Regions from separate parts of the Zea mays genome. Here region 1 is linked to region 2. The links are chromatin contacts, called in public Hi-C maps. All regions are on one chromosome and are shown on one strand. The core of a region is the stretch at or near the end of the contact, and the rest is flanking DNA. Distances in the headings are between cores, read along the strand shown.

The links. Hi-C and Micro-C count contacts between places; a contact is called where the count stands out from the background.
Region 1: a Hi-C map of ear shows a contact between it and region 2, with 4 times the contacts expected there. The contact joins the promoter of LOC541641 here to the promoter of LOC100273645 in region 2. A contact is called at or near these places in 9 of 25 Hi-C or Micro-C datasets (ear, endosperm, leaf and 3 more).

The regions. Positions count from the first base shown.
Region 1 is chr3:161,080,485-161,085,225 of Zm-B73-REFERENCE-NAM-5.0, reverse strand. It overlaps LOC541641 (histidine kinase 2), which reads right to left and starts at 3,236. Exons shown (of 12, transcript NR_158574.1): 1 at 2,064-3,236; 2 at 1,671-1,952; 3 at 1,223-1,389; 4 at 922-1,131; 5 at 635-821; 6 at 451-502; 7 at 135-364; 8 at 1-24.
Region 2 is chr3:160,751,502-160,756,621 of Zm-B73-REFERENCE-NAM-5.0, reverse strand. It overlaps LOC100273645 (60S ribosomal protein L13), which reads left to right and starts at 2,649. Exons shown (of 5, transcript NM_001161720.1): 1 at 2,649-2,696; 2 at 3,054-3,187; 3 at 3,731-3,864; 4 at 4,121-4,279; 5 at 4,381-4,812. The coding sequence starts at 3,079. The coding sequence ends at 4,605.

The sequences.
Region 1 (4,741 bases), core at 1,987-4,486, 330 kb before region 2:
TTGATCAGAAACAAACACTGCCAACTGCTCCCATTGAGCGTCATAGTAAGGAATAACCAAAATAAAGTCAGTGCATTTATAATAAAATACAGTAAAACTGAGGGCGTGACAGCAAGGCTGCAATCTTTGATTACCTCCAGTCCTTTCTCCTGTGCTTTCCCACAGAAGAGAGACAAAATGTCATCACAAACTGTTCTAAGATCAAAGGGTACCACCTCAAGCTCAAGTTTACCAGACTCGATCTTTGCCTGATCAAGAACCTCATTGATGAGGGATACCAGAGTTTTGCCACTGGCTTGTGCGGTTCTAACATAGTCTTGTTGTGTTGTGTCCAAATCAGTATCCATGAGCATTTGGAGCATCCCTGCAAAAATTGGAAACATTCATATCTCCTTTCGCCCTAATTAACAATGAAAATTATTGTACAATTTAGATACATTAGAACCTCACCTAGGACACCATTCATTGGAGTTCTGATCTCATGAGAAACAGTAGCCAAGAACTGCATGCAAAAACAGCATTGAATTAATAAGGTGCCATTTTTGGTCCCTCGAAAAAGAGAGAAAAGAACAAGCCTTTGGCCTCCAAGAGAAACAGTAACACAAACACGCATAGTTTGCAGCGAACTAATCACCTGTGACTTGGCAATATCTGCATCCTCTGCGCGCTTCTTGAGCAAACTCATCTCCTGAAAGTCATCTTCAACTCTGGCAATCCGTTTTGCGGTAGCATGAACTATGTATCCAATCAGTAAAGCAATCACTAGAGTTCCAATTGATGTCGTTATTGCCATCCAAGGCCAAGGTGGGCTCTGAATGAACCTATTAAAGAGAAACAGATGAGACACAGAGCTTTACAATGAATAGACTACAAGGACAACACATTTTAGTTACGGGTTTCTTAGAAGAGGAAATAAATCACCTGCAGTGCATCACATGCTTCCTTGAAGGGTCACCGAAGTTCAGTGTGCTGACCTGGCACATGCCACTGCCTGTATCATTCGAACCATACATACTGATTGGTCTCTCATTAGTAGTATCGTAAACGTTCACCATGATGGATTGCTTGCCCGCGAGCTGGTGAAGCAACTTATCAACAAGAGCTTCAATATCAAATATGCCACCTAAATAGCTGTTTGCAAAAAGAAAAAGAAAGGGCCAGCGGTTATTCAGTTGCACCATTCCTTACTGGAAATAGGAGGTCGGGCTCATGAAGAGCTTACCCTATAGCAGCCTGAATGCGCTCCTGTGGCCTGGCATTTGCAGGAAGCTCATACTTGTACACAGCATAGGTGAAGATCACTCCAAGGCGATTATTGAGCAGCTTGAAAGGAGCAGTAAGAACACCCTTCCCAGATTCTCTAGCTCGGAGTACGTTGTCCCGGTCATCCTGTAAGAGCAGAAGAGGCGTAGGAGATTAGTGGATGGATAACCCCTGTTGCCCATGACATGATTTTTTTTGGTTTACCATGAGTAATTGAACCCCGGATTAAAAAGAAAGGGCAAAAAAAATCCGATGTGAAAAAGGGGTAGCAACAGATTATGACTGGTGAGCACATGGTGAACACCAAAGACTGCAGCTTTTTTTACGGCTGTGGTCCTGCTCTGTAAAAAAGATGAAGAAATCTTGCGAGGAGAAGGTAGGGGGCTGGGGGCAGGGCGAGTGCTCACGGCGCCGGATAGCAAGTCGAAGGAGATGACGTGCTTGTAGGCGTCCTGCGCGAAGATTACGGGAGCATACTCCTCCGCCGGCTCCCGCACCTCGGCGTCCTCGGCGTTCCCGGGTCCCTGCGACTGATTCTTGGTCTTGGAGGAGTACATCTTCTTGATGCTCCATCCCTGCTGGCGCTCAAACTGCTCCCGCTCGGCGTGCGTGACCCGCACCCCGTACGCGACCCCGCTCGTCAGCGGCCGCTCGAACGCCGTCCTCTCCGCATACCTCGCGAACGTTTTCTGCAGCAACGGTCAGATGGATTTCGTCACGCCCGGGAGAAGAAATCTTGCTTAGCCTTAGATTGAGGTGAAGGAACACTCCCTAGGATAGCAGCACAGCAGGGTACCTACCTGGTCGATGGCGGAGGGTGTCTTGGAGTGGTGGAAGGTGGAGACGAGGATGGCGAGCGCCTGGAGGTGGTTCATGCTGACGTTAAATTGGTCCTGGAGCATGCGCGCGCGCTCGTCGCACATGCTGGCGAGAGACTCCCGGCGCTTGCCGACGGCCTGGTAGCTCATGCAAAGGTAGATGAGGGAGGCGACGAGGACCCAAGAGCTGACCCAGAGCGGGATGAGCCAGCTGGAGCTGTCCCGCACCTTGCGCATCCGGTAGTTAGTGAAGAGGTGCGTCCGCAGCGTCCTGGCCGACAGCTTCTCCGGCAGGCGGAGCGGCGGCAGGAGGACGCGCATCCGATCGAGGCTCAGGAAGCCGAGCCCGGGAGCGCCGCCCTTCTCCCCCATCCCGGCTCCACCGCTCCTCCCGCGCGCCGTAACGGTCATTCCCCTTTCCCTTTCCTCGCGGGTCGGGGAGCTAGCGCTACATCTCCTTCCGGACGCCGGCGGCGGCGCGGCGGCTGATGCTGCTTCTCCGGCGGCCGAGGCCCGCGGCGCGCATGCTCCGGCGGGCGTCCGCGTGATCGACGGACCGATCGGGGGAGACACGGGGCGGGTGCGACGACAGGGGGCGGAAGGGGCCGGAACGCGGGGAGCTAATTTATGGAGGCCGCCGTGCTGTAGCAGCCGCCCACCCGCCCACTGTTGGCTCCAATTGAATGCCCCCGAGGGAGCAGGCACGTCCGCAAGGGGCAGGCTTTCTTTCCTCCACCCCCGCCCCTCTCTCTTTCTCCCTCTCTTCCCCCTTCCTCTTGATTTCTCGCCGCACAGGCTTGATTTCTCCAGGAAGGAAGCAGCGGCAAATCTTGGGAGCCGCTGGTTTGACCAGACACCAGAGGACGGGAGGGGAGCAGGGCGGCTGAGGAGAGAGGATACGAATACGAAACGACTAGCGAGTAGAAGCACGGGACGGACGGGAATAGCAACAGCAACAGCGAGCGGACAGAGGATGGTATTGGTGCCGGCGGGAGACGAGGAGATTGGGGGAGAAAAGCGACCAAGCAGGTGAGGTGCGACGAGACGAGAGGGTGGAGGGGAGGAGACTGGGGAGAAAAGCGACCAAGCTGCAGGCGGGGTGAGACGAGAGGGTGAAGTGGGGGCAGAACAGAGCAGAGCAGAGCAGCACTGCAGCTGCTGCGGTAGGGGCGCTCTCTCGGCTGGTCGAGGGGAGAAGAGGGATTGGGGCACGGAGGAAGAAGGGAAAGGAGAGGTGGCACCAGTCACAACAGTAGGAGAGGCCAGCAAGCCGTTTGTCATCGTCGATAGGGAGTTTTCGTATCTCTATTTTACGGTGGCAGGTGTAAATTTGCTACAGATAGTATTAACTGCTCTATGCTCTATAATTTTACTGTTTCGCTGATGTGTCACGCCAAATGAATACACCACATAGATCCTATTTCGAATGGAGGGATATGTAAAAAATCAGCTTTACCTTCAATCATATCTCTTTGCTAATCATTGCCAGTGGGGCAATAATGACAAAGTTGTAGACCGGTTACTATTTACCATAGCAAATTTTAGTTCTCATAATAAAACTACCAGACATAGACAAGTTGTTGGATTAGCTTTAATCTAAAACGGTTTTTACTGTATTTTATATTTGTGTATTACACCTGCAGCGGTATGAATATCTAGCTTTAATCCGAAGCGAAGAGACTGAGAAATGATGTCTATATCAATATCAAATAGTTAAATATTTCACATGCAGGTGGCAATCTCATCTTCCCCGGACCTACTCTTCTATGGGCCTTCCCCTTATTAGATTATCTTCAGTAGTCTCCTTACAACATTCCGTGTTTCATATTTGATACTGTAAACAGTACATACTATAGTAAAAATTGTGTTTTACACGTCCATATACACACTTAGCTGTAGATAGCTTTATGGTTAGAGCAAGGTTAATAATATAGCTTATAATAGGGGTTATAATGTTGTCATGTCATGTACTATTAGCTAAAAGTCTAGTCAATAAGTTATATGTTTAATACTTGGTTCATCTCTTACTCTCACAAATTATGTTGAAGACTGTGTTTAGCCCGCTTTCAGCTGGCTATTATGATCAGCATGTTCTCTTTCTCTCTTTATTTCTTTTTCTTCCGCATCACCATAAATCTGACATGAGATATCTTACTCCGTCTACATCACCTTATTATACTTGATCTTATGAGCTGATCCTCTCGTCATGTCGTGCACCCCTCACTAACTTGTACTTAATCACCTTCATCACTCCATAGGCCTCGGAGCAAAGGAATAAAAACACATCATTCGATATTCGAAAGAATAACTACACCACAAAATCTCATAAAAAGCCACTAAGAGACTCGGTGCCAGCTTGGGACCCCTAGTGCCTTGAGACGTCCTAGGACAAAACAATCTAAGTCCTTAAGGACCATCGTGCTCGAGTCTCTAATCAGCAAATCAACTCCCTAGGATCCCTCATGCTCCGAGATGCTCATGAGTTTAAGTCCCTAGGGCCCTCGTGTCGTAGGACGTTATGAAGGATACGAGTGCTTAGGGCAGTCTGTCCCCTAGAGCACTTAACATCACTTAGAGGTTCGAGGCCCTCTACTGGCCCTCGAATTCCTATAGTCCCAACCTCTCATTATGAGAGTGGTCGGACCCTGAATTCTATGGTT
Region 2 (5,120 bases), core at 1,400-3,899:
GGCTCACCGGACAGTCCGGTGCACACAGGACAGTGCGGTGAATTATAGCCGTATGTCGACGATGAATTCCCGAGAGCGACGAGTTCGCCTGTGAACGGCCCACCGGACAGTCCGGTGCACCACCGGACAGTCCGGTGAATTATAGCCGTACACCGCCATCGAAGTCCCAAGAGCAGCCACTTCGCTCGAGCCAGCCTGGCGCACCGGACACTGTCTGGTGCACCACCGGACACTGTCCGATGCACCACCGGACAGTCCGGTGCTCCCAGACTCAGCAAAGTCTTGGCTGTTCGAGCCAAGGCATTTTCAATTGGATTTTTCCTGTTTCCAGCACTTAGACACAATACATTAGTCCATAAAACAATGTACTAAGTCTGAGAAACATACCTTTATCCTTGATTTGTACTTTGTCCATCTTTTACACTTAGGCACTTGTGTTGGACACTAAATCACCAAAATACTTAGAAATGGCCCAAGGGCACATTTCCCTTTCAGTTGCGAGCTCTTGTTGCGACTTGTGTGTGTGTTGATACTTTGATTCTTGTGTCTTGTGTGCGTTGCTAATCCTCCCTTGCTCTGTGTTTCTTTGTGAATTTCAAGTGTAAGGGCGAGAAGCTCCAAGTTGTGGAGATTCCTCGCAAACGGGATAAAGAAAAGCAAGCAAAACACTGTGGTATTCAAGTGGGTCTTTGGACCGCTTGAGAGGGGTTGATTGCAACCCTCGTCCGTTGGGACGCCACAACGTGGAGTAGACAAGCGTTGGTCTTGGCCGAACCACGGGATAACCACCGTGCCATCTCTGTGTTTTGATCTGTTGTGGTTATTGCGTTTTGACTTCTCTCTAGCCACTTGGCAATTATTGTGCTAACACTTAACCAAGTTTTTGTGGCTTAAGTTTTAAGTTTTACAGGATCACCTATTCACCTCCCCCTCTAGGTGCTCTCACTTACCGATAGTGGTGGAGGACACATTAAAATTAAGATGTTGCTGACATAACGGCGAAATAAAATTTACTATTACCTTATTCCAGAGTCATCATGATCATAATCCATTTATAACTAAATGTTGTATAGCGAATGAATCTGAAAAAAGAGAAATGTGTTATTAATAGCAAATTGAGGTAAAATTTGTTAAACAATTGAAATAAGAATATACATTTCCACGGATTCATTTTTAAATAAGAGAAATGTGTTATTAATAGCAAATTGAGGTAAAATTTGTTAAACAATTGAAAAAAGAGACATGGAGGGCGATGTAGGAGAAGAGGCGATGAGATACGATGTACCACATCACCATGTCCACGACGGAAGCCAATACTTGTTGTTGGGTTGTTGCAGCGCGGGGCGGATCTGCGAGGAGGAGCTCGGGCGGCACGATGGCTCGCGGGGAGCACCTCATCTTGCCGGCTGTCAAGGAGCTGTGGTGGAGCTCGCCTGGCTAGGCAGACAGGCGACCTGGGACTAGGAGGCGTCGTCGAAGCCGAGTCGGCCTAGGCGTGGGTGGTCCGGAGCTCGAGCTCGGTGAAACAGGGAGATTGGAGTTGGCACCTGGTGGAACAGGGACATGACAACGACAGACGACCGACAGAGCTTAGATGCTGGCGTCGACGGTCGAAAGCGGGTGCGTTATGCGTGCATCGGTCTTGCCCAAATAGTAGGGTTAGGACTTAGAAATTAGTTTTTTTTACTGTGGGTCTCTAGTTGGGCTGGGACAAGGTGTTGCTCGAGCAACGCCTCCGCTCTTGCTTACCGGCAAATGCATCTTCAAGAGATGAGACCATACTTTTGCTCAGTAATTTTAAGAACGGGTTTGGTGACCAGAGAATTGAAGAGGATTCATGTGGAAGAATCCTCTTGCACACCATACAAAGCCCTGTCACGCCATGAAAGGGAAAATATGCACCAACAAACAACCCGTACATATACAATAGCGGTCCTAATCCACAACAACAAAGAATACTACCTCCTTTTACAAATATATGATAATATTGACCTTTTTTCTAAAAAAACTTTCACCACTCATCTTATTCAAAATATTTATTCAAAAATGTAACATTTTAAGTCATGTTCAAATGACCTCCAATGATAAAAATAAATTATAAAAAAATAAACAACAACTCACGATTTTTTTAAATAAGATAAGTAATTAAAGTTTTTTAAAGTCAACGACAAAATATATTTGTGAACTCATGGACTATATTTCAACTCGATAGTCGGCCATTGTTTGTTTTCGGTCACGTAATTCTAAAACCGTATATATTTTGTTCATCAAACTTTTAACACATGAAAGTTTACCCTTCGAGTAGGTAAATTTAAGATGGTTTTATGTTTATAAAAAAGTAAAAGACCATTTAAAAATCATATTTATTTATGTTTAAATCAGAAAACACGACAATTTTCTCCCTAAATATGAAACGTGCACCTACGGCCCAAACAGCATGGAACGGAACGGGGACGTAGAGGCCCACCTCATGGAAATATTTTCACTTGTCCATTAGAAAGGCCCGATGAGATCCGCCCACTCAACGGCCCATCAATTCCGTCACCAGAATGGTGAGATCTCGGCCGTCCAAGCTAGGGCTCGCGCCTCCTCTCCTCCGACCCCTATAAGCACCCAACCCTAGCGCAAAACCCCGCCTCCGCTGGACACCCCGCTCCGCCTCCACTCCTCGCGCCGCTGCCGCATCTCCTCTACAGGTAAGACCTTTTGCTCGTCGGCTTCCTACCTCCTGGGCTTCGTTCTGTGCTGCGTGTGGGTTCGTTGCCCGTCTGATCTCGGTTGTTAATCGACTGCTTAGCCGTGGCCTGTGGGATGCGCACGCGGATCTTGCTGCGCGACGGCTCTGGGTTCCTCTTGATCCGTTTCCTAGCGCTGACCATAGGATCTGGTGTGCTCTCGATGCGTTTGTGTGCATTGGTGTTGCAACTTGCTCGAGGCGCTGCTAACGAGAGCATAGGGTGGAGCTGGCGGCAGCTCGTTGATTCTTGTTCCCGTGGTGTGCTCGTTGCTCGTCTCTGCTGATGCCGTCACTGTTGCGTTGTTGATGTGTACAGGTAAGAAGGAGAGAAAGAGGGCGAAATGGTGAAGCACAACAACGTCATCCCCAACGGGCACTTCAAGAAGCACTGGCAGAACTATGTCAAGACATGGTTCAACCAGCCCGCCCGCAAGCAGAGGCGCCGCATCGGTGAGCTCATCGCCATTTTTTAGCCTACCTACAACATTTCGCGTGCTTGTTGAATTCAAACTAGCTAATAAACAGGTCACTTGTCCTGCCCATTGCAATTGCCTCATCCCCATCGATAATGAACCAGTGCAAGGTTTAGTTTGTTGCAATCTAGTATGTTTGGTTTCGTATTGGCTTGCTAAATAAGTTAGTTTTAACACTAGTTTGTTCATCCTTTAAACTGTAACACCAGTTGGCTGTTCCTTGTTTGTACCATGACACCACCTAGTATTCAGGCCTGGCGGCCTGCACTAGCTAAGCCTGGATAGCTCCCAAGCCACCACCTACCGGGTGTCCGGGTGAATATGCTAATCGGGTTTGCTATGCTTGTATCTGATTTGCAGTGCATTGTTTTCCCTTTATGCTATCGATGAAGTAACCAAACTAAAAGTTCACTTGCTTTACTCAACAATTGCTTTCATTGATTTACTTGTTATGTATGATTTCCCCCCTATTGCACCTGCTGACAAGCGTATAATTTACCCTGCTATGTTCTCTGTGCAGCACGTCAAAAGAAGGCTGTGAAGATATTCCCACGACCAACTGCTGGCCCTCTTCGTCCCATTGTTCAATGCCAGACTCTCAAGTACAACATGAAGTCAAGGGCTGGGAGAGGCTTTACCCTTGAGGAGTTGAAGGTGATGCATTGTTTGCTCTTGAGCCATGTTTGTTTTGTTGTTCTCATATCAAATGAATTGCTGTTGTATGTATGCCACATGCTATTTTTGTGTGAACCGCTGTATAGAGGCTGATATGCTGTCTTTTGCATGACCACAAATTTTCTAATGTTTATAAATTTTGCTATCTCATGGTGTTTAATTTTTGCTGTTCCTTTTCTACTTGTTGAATTACCTTGTGTTATCTTGATATTAGAAGTAACTATGTTGATTGCAGGCTGCGGGCATTCCAAAAAGGCTTGCTCCAACCATTGGCATTTCTGTGGATCACCGCCGCAAGAACAAATCCCTTGAGGGGCTGCAGGCCAATGTCCAGAGGCTTAAGACATACAAGGCCAAGCTGGTTATCTTCCCAAGGCGTGCTCGCAAGGTCAAGGTATGAGTAGTCATCTTTTCCTGAACAATTAAGTATCTCTTGAAGGCATTGTCTCTGGCTGCTTTGATCTCAAAATCCCTTATCACCTACTTTTGTTGCAGGCTGGTGACTCTACTCTGGAGGAGCTTACCACTGCTACCCAGGTACAGGGTGACTACATGCCAATTACTCGCGGTGAGAAGCGCTCTGTAGAGGTTGTGAAGGTCACAGATGAGATGAAGGCGTTTGCGGCCTATGGCAAGCTCCGCCTTGAGCGGATGAACAAGAAGCACCTCGGTGCCCGCCAGAAGAAGGCAGCTGAGGCAGAGAAGGAAGACAAGAAGTGAAGCAGCCAAACTTTGTAGCCTGTTTTGTTCTGTTCAGTCATAGCGAGATGCTACTTCCATCAAGTGCTTGTTCCAAGTTTTTTTTGGGTGCTGGAAATAGAGACCAGTCAAATATTTTGGTGTCCTACTGTTTGATACCTTGTATTTGTTTGCGAACTCAGCTATCTAATGGGTTAATGAATTCTTGGCGACGCACGATTCTGCCTTAATGTTTTGAATTTATATAGCATCTTAAATGTTCCTGCTGCGGCCATGGCTATCTCCAGTCTCCAGTGGATGCCCCAAAGGCTCAAACGGTATACTCTCTTTCTGCGAGAAGGTCTCTCGTTCGTGTGTTCGCAGTTGTCTCGTGTTTTCCACAAGCGCGATAGCTATATGAGTTTATGGTATCTTGCGAGAGCTATATGATTTGTATGGTATCTTGTGAGCTTAGATACCTTCACTAAGAGTTGTAATGGTATTGTAGAACGGTGGTAGTATCTTCTAAGAGCATACGTTCAATTTAATTTAGAGTG